2 separate regions of the Pan troglodytes genome follow, and region 2 is linked to region 1. The links are chromatin contacts, called in public Hi-C maps. All regions are on one chromosome and are shown on one strand. The core of a region is the stretch at or near the end of the contact, and the rest is flanking DNA. Distances in the headings are between cores, read along the strand shown. Region 1 holds the start of BPHL (biphenyl hydrolase like). Region 2 overlaps PXDC1 (PX domain containing 1).

Region 1 (3,214 bases), core at 205-2,704:
GGTAACTGGTGTTGAAACTGTACAGACAGCTATTTTTATCATTTCTGAGATGAAACCCCAATCAACATATCAGGAAAAAAGGAAATACTGACCTCACCAAAGATTTCTGAAAGTCAAATGATATTAAACTCAAACATTATATATGTCTCTTTCCTTTTATGCAGGAATTAATGTGATAGATTTATGTTGAGAGTAGAATATGAAAACTTTTGCATAGTCTGTATTTAGGCCAAAACTGCCTTTACTACTCAAGAAAGCCCAATGGGCCAGTGAGGACACTGCAGGTGACAGAAATTTCTATGAGTGTAACACCTACAAGCACTGTGCTCACAGGACTGACTGTTACACCAAAAAGGTCTCTTGGAGGAAAAGAAATGCAATATGCAAAGAAGCTGTTGTCTCCAATTATTCAAGCCAAGGCTACAACAGTAGCCACAAATCTGCCAGTTATTTCCAATTAAGGCAGAACGATTGACTTAAAAAGAAATAGTTGTTTTTTTTCTCCACTGAGATTTCAATTAGATAATGTCTATAACCTTTATAAAGCTGCAATTATACAGCCAAAAGAAAAAAATTAATTGTGGTAAAACATACATAAAACTTACCACTTAAACCACTTTTAGGTGTGTAGTTCAGTGGCAGTAAGTACACTCACAATGTAATGCAGGCATCACCAAAATCCATCCCCAGGACTTTTTCATCTCTCCAAACTGAAACTCTGTCCCCATGAAACACCAACTTTCCATTCCCCCTTCCACCAGCCCTCAACAACCCCCATTCTATTTTCTGTCCCTATAAGTTTGACTCCTCTAGGTACCTTATTATATAAGTGGAATCACACAGTATTTGTCTTTTTTTGACTGGCTTACCTCCCTCAGCATAGTGTCCTCCAGGTTCATCCATGTAGTAGCAAGTGTCAGAATTTCGTTCTTTGTTCAGGCTAAAAAACGTTCCCTTGCATGCACAGACAACATTTTGCTTATCCATGTATCTGTTTTTGGACACTTAAATTGCTTCCACCCTTTTGGCTATTGTGAATAGTGCCGCTGTCAACGTGAGTGTAAAAACATTTCTTCTTGTACACCCTGTTCTAAATTCTTTTGGGTTATATACCCAGAAAAGAAAATGCTGGATCATATAACTGATTTGTTGAGGAACCGCAGTATTGTTCATCACAGTGGCTGCACCATTTTACATTCCCAACAGCAATATACAAGGGCTTCAATTTCTCTACATCTTCACCAACACTAATTTCTGGGGGTTTTGCTAGTAGCCATCCTAATGGGTGTGAAGTGGTATAAACAAAATTTAGATCCCATCATCTCTGAAAAGCAAATACACTTCCTAGTACTAGTCAGTACTAGATAGGTGCACAGCGTTTAGAACTTTACTTGATCCAACATAGCAGCCTGCCTAGAGCCGGAGCCCCGCCCACTCCGGAGCCCCGCCCACTCCGGAGCCCCGCCTGGACGCCCACGCAGCGAAGGCGCTATGGCTGGCGGCCTCGCCTCCTGGAAAAGCCATGGTCGCTGAGGCGACGAGCGAGGGCGGGGCAGCGCCGACGGGGACACTCGTCCCGGGAGCCAGAGCCAGCACCGAGAGGGGACGGTCTACGCGGGTGCCGGCCGTTCCAGGACTGCGAAACCACGAGCCGAGTTTCGGTCGCCCATGGGAAAGCACCCGGCAGGGCGTGGCTTCGGGGCGGGGCGGGCAGAGGGCGGAGCAGGATGGAGAGGCGAGATGGGCGGAGCAGAGGGCGTGGCTTCGGGGCAGAGTGGGCCGGGTACCGCGCTTGGTCTTAGCGCATGCGCGCTCCCGGCAGCTACGCGACCTGTGACCATGGTGGCTGTGCTGGGCGGCCGGGGCGTGTTGCGCCTGCGGCTGCTGCTCTCAGCGCTGAAGCCCGGGATCCACGTCCCACGGGCCGGACCCGCGGCCGCGTTCGGGTAATGGCGGCCACCTCGCCCCGGGGATCCCCAGCATCGGCGCGCTCGAGGGGCGGCGGGAGGGGCGCGTGCCGACAGCAGGAGTTCCCGGCGCGCGGGCACGGGGCGTGGGCGCGGCCTGGCTGCCCTGTCGCCCTTTGTGCCGCGAGACCCCGATCCTGGGGGCCAGCCGCGCTTGGTGCTCGAGCCCCTCGATCGTGCATGCGCCTCGGTCAGCCTCAGTTCAAGGAGTCTGGAGCCGTGGAGGCTTGGGCTATAGAGTGCAGCCCCTTCAGTGTGCAGACCAGAGAGACCCAGGGAGATACATTTGCCTGTAGTATGGACTCACCCGTGACGGAGCACGGACTAGAATCCCAACGCCCTCATTAGTCCATTGCTCTGTCCAGAGTCCACACTAAGGGCATAAGGACAATAATCTCTTCTTTCTCTTATGTCAGAAATCAGCCTGAGCCTGAGTACCGCTAAGGCTTTAATCACGGGCCCCGAGAGCCCTAAGTCTTCTCTTTGCTTGCTGATCTTAATGTGCAAAAGAATCACGTTGGGAACTGAAAATTCAGAATCCTGGGCCTCACTCCCAGAGGATCTGATCTACATGTGTGGAGATGCCCAGGAATCTGCTTTATTCTCTTTTGTCCTCCCACCTGTCCCCCCATTTCAGGTAAAACAATAACAAAAAAACTGGATTAATTTCTGACCTTCTGTCTTGAAAATGGATACTCTTGGTCCCAAGAGATACTGGGCAGAAATGTGGATAGAGCGGCATGAAGCTTGTTTTACTTTATTCTCTACATACATCCCTACACACATGCAAACACACGTATACAACGAACGTACACAGTGCATGTGCGCAGTTGACTGTTGATGGGCTACTTTCATAAAGTCAGTACTAGATAAATACACAGCGTTTAGAACTGTACTTGATCCAACATAGAAACTTTTAGTTTGAAAACTTGATTTAGAAGGAGAAAAGAGGGCAAATCTGACCAGCTTTTAAAATTTCATATTGCAATTGACTAGCTCCTTTAATTTTAGAATTATTATAAGATGGTCAGGGCTATTTTGATAGATGGAAAAACATGTTACTGGCTACAGCTGTATAAATTAACAGTGAAAATGATTATTTTTTCCAGTTTCCTGTCTGCAGAAAGGCATCGAAATAAGTTACTGTGATTGTACCAATATAGTTCTTTTTTTTTTGAGACTGACTCTCGCTCTTTTGCCCATGCTGGAGTGCAGTGTTGTGATCTCGCTCACTGCAACCGCTGCCT
Region 2 (3,462 bases), core at 14-2,513, 630 kb after region 1:
ATCTTGCAATTTCTGATTGTTTTATATTCACTAAGGTTTCTCAGTTTCACAGCTGGAAACCTCAAGCTCCTGCTGCCAGCATGCCAAATTACAAATACTCAAATTTATAAAGAAAAAGTTCTGAGCAGAATCCACGTTGAAGACACTGCTTTATTTTCCAGGAACAGACAAGAACTATGAGTTTAAGAAATACTGCTTCCCCCAAAGCAAACTATTGCGTGCATCTGCGTTTCTTTCTATCCTACCTGTTGCACTCCTCCTTTGTGACTCAAGTGCTTTGGCTTCCAAATGGCTAGTGGATTCTTTCCAAATGCTGTCACCTGTTTACCATAAGCAACGATTTGAAAACTTGTTTTCAAAACTGCACTTAAATACAGTAATTTTAGATCATCTAAAACTTTTGGTTTTTATATTCCAAATATTGTTGATGGCATGACAATTCTGGGGGTTCCTGTCCGACTTGGTTTTACTGCCTGAGATCGCACGGATGAATACCGCAGGCAGGTGAAGAGGGTTGCCTATTCTGCCAAGCGAACCTGAAAACGGAAGCAGAGCCGCTTCACTCGGCTCTTTCAGGACTGACCAGCAGGGGGCGCGCGCACTCTGCGGAAAAAGCAGGATGGCGTTCACTGCAACGGACGCTTAAGGAAGCTAGCCTCAGAGTTCACAGCCCCGGAAACTGTTCTAATTTCTGATAAAGAATCACTAATACAACCTCAACTTTAAAAATTTCATCCTACACATTTTGTGACATGAGAATTTCATCCAGATGTAGCCAAACAATTAAGAATTTGAAACCAAAAAATTGGTAACACAATTGTACATAAATTCCAGTGGGCCAACTGGACACACATTTGGGGACTGAGTATCAACAGGGGGCTGCCAGCGTCACTTTTCTACCTAAAGGAGTCAGGTCTCGAAAGCTGAAAACACAGCGTTGTATCTGTCAATTTGGGGATTAGCTGCTTTGTGCAAACACAAACACCTGATTTGTTCTTGGAATCAGAACTGAACGCGCTGGAGGCAGTACAAAAATCTGACAGTGAGAGCCAACGTTAACAAACACCGCTTCCGGATCTCAGAAACCTGGGTCCAGAGTCCCACTTTTTTGGGAAGTGGAGGCTTTGGGCTCAACACTTGTGGTAACTGGCCCAGCTTCCTCCAGGGAGGACCTTGGCCATCTGACCCTAGCGGGAGGGCTTCCTGCTGCTGCAATTCTGAAACTAAAGGCAGGATGCTGCTCGGGTGCGCTGGGAGGTCACGCGTTAAAGAGCGTCCACTACCCAAAGAACAGGCCTCTCTGAGCACTCAGAGGACGCGGTTCCCACACGCACACAACAGACGGCCCCGGGGAAATGCTCTGCAAAGTGAGCTTTAACAAACTGAGTCAAACCATAAATTACATTTATATTGTTTCCTTTCCATTTAACAAATGTGCCCATCAGCACACTACACAGATGCAGAGGTGAAGGGGGGAACACAGCCTCATCTTGTGTGCTGCACGGGAGACACACATTCTTTAAAGGTTGACTATAATACACATCTTGGAAACTAAATATCTAAAATGTTTTAGGAAAGCCTTTAAAACTTCCTAAGTACCTGTTTTCTAAATAGGCAGTCAATGCTGAAGCAGCAGGGAGTTAAGAACTGACTAGCTGGTTATTCAATGCATAACTAAGCAACCCAGGGAAGTTCTAACTCCCTGGGAACCTGAGGCTGCTCTTCGCTATCCGAGACTGACACGTTTCCACCTGTGGAGTGTCACGCAGTATAACTGTACAAGGAGAGCGAAATTGCGGCTGTGTGGACACAAGGACAGAAGGCCTCCCCCACCTCCACCCTGCAATGCATCAGGGGCGCCCAGCAGCTGGTCCACAGCCACCTCCCCTCTACATCTTTTCAGGAGTGAAAAGCTGAGCTGAGAATGCAAGAGGAAGAGATGGAAGTGGCTGCGGAAAAACAGAACTCCCGGAGGACCCAAGCTGGGGGCTGAGGGAAGTCTCTCTTCCTCCCTCTGCAGCAGCGGCTGCCTTCTGTACCTGGGAGGTGGCTCCTAGAGCGACTGGGAAAGAAATGTTTGACTTAAACTTACTGAGCCCTGCTCTGCTCTTCCCGTAATCCTGCCTTCTCTAGGCCTTTTCATTATTTTCCCCACTAAAAGCCAAATCCCCTTCCTAAATTTTAGACTCAACATTCTCCAACAGCCATCCACTTAGCCAGTCCGTCCTGCAGCATCACAGGTTCCCAGGGGGAGCAGCCCACTCAGGCAGGCAGGAAGCACTTCAGTCGCTCTTCCCAAAGCACCCATGGCTCCTCCTCCACCAGGCTGGGGATACCACGGCCAACAAGATGGGATCCCGGCCTCCCGGCACGTCATGCTAGCCAGGAGGGCCAACAGGAGGCAAACACAGACCACAAAGTGTCCCCTGCCTGGCAAATCCGGGTGCCAGGAGGATGCACAGCAGGGGATCCCCCCCCACTCCTGGGCAGGAGGCGGCCTGAAGGGTGAGCGGATACAAGGGTGAAAGGGGTTGGGGAAAGAGGGAGTGAGATGGGGAAGGTGGAGGGCAGGGGTGGGGAGAGCTGAGACCAGAAAAGGGCAAGTGTGGTCTCACAAATCCCGGGAAAGGGCCTTGCCCATGAGGGACAAGGAGGCAACGGCCTCCAACGGAGGTTCTGGCCACAAGAACTCTGTGCACTTGGCAATTCTTATTTTTATTTATTTATTTATTTATTTATTTGAGGCGAAGTCTCGCTCTTGTCACCCAGGCTGGAGGGCAGTGGTGCAATCTCAGCTCACTGCAAGCTCCGCTTCCAGGGTTCAAGTGATTCTCCTGCCTTAGCCTCCCGAGTAGCTGGGACTACAGGCATGCGCGCTACCAGGCTCGGCTAATTTTTCTATCTTTAGTAGAGACGGGGTTTCACCACGTCGGCCAGGCTGGTCTCAAATTCCTGACCTCAAGTGATCCACCTGCCTCGGCCTCCCAAAGTGCTGGGATTACAGGCGTGAGCCACCACGGCCAGCAATTCTTTCTTAGGATCAGGCCTAGATCTTAGGATCTTTCTTAGGTAACCCAAGCCTGGCCCACACCCAGCACCAATTCTAGTTTCTGGACGAGCAAGGCCACAGGCCTAGTCCGTAGGGACCCCAATGAAGTTCGGTGGTGACCTCCCTCTTTGTGGGCTCTCTCTTTAGCCAGGGCAGGGGTATTCTCCCAGGGTGTATGGGGGGGCCACACCCAGAAGAGGGCGGGCACATGAGTGGGCCAGTCCTGCCAAGCGGCTCGCTGCTCTCAGGAGCCAGCCTCCAGCACTCTCCCGCAGACCACTGTCATCAAGGGCACATGGCAAGTGCCAGGGCAAAGAGCAAATGGTCCCAAAGCCAGCAGCCCATATATGCCCAGCTTGGTGCTGGGCACTCTACGGATACCACTGCTTTCGGTACTCACAACCGCCCTGCGT

The links. A called contact is a pair of places that touch in the nucleus more often than the background predicts.
Region 2: a contact with region 1 is called in a Hi-C map of stem cell-derived neural progenitor cells, with 5 times the contacts expected there. The contact joins the enhancer-like site here to the promoter of BPHL in region 1. A contact is called at or near these places in 1 of 7 Hi-C or Micro-C datasets (stem cell-derived neural progenitor cells) and 1 of 1 datasets of contacts at active chromatin or transcription factors (stem cell-derived excitatory neurons).

The regions. Positions count from the first base shown.
Region 1 is chr5:9,068,046-9,071,259 of NHGRI_mPanTro3-v2.0_pri, forward strand. It overlaps BPHL (biphenyl hydrolase like), which reads left to right and starts at 1,455. Exons shown (of 8, transcript XM_009450409.4): 1 at 1,455-1,661; 2 at 2,384-2,604. The coding sequence starts at 2,549.
Region 2 is chr5:9,695,813-9,699,274 of NHGRI_mPanTro3-v2.0_pri, forward strand. All of the region lies in intron 1 of PXDC1 (PX domain containing 1), which reads right to left. Among named protein-coding and RNA genes, the nearest start is that of PXDC1, 8.1 kb to the right of the region's middle. Within about 2 kb of position 1,264, at least 7 of the 24 cell types and tissues checked have an H3K27ac peak or open chromatin away from gene starts, as enhancers often do. A contact at or near this core is called in stem cell-derived neural progenitor cells, where this site is marked.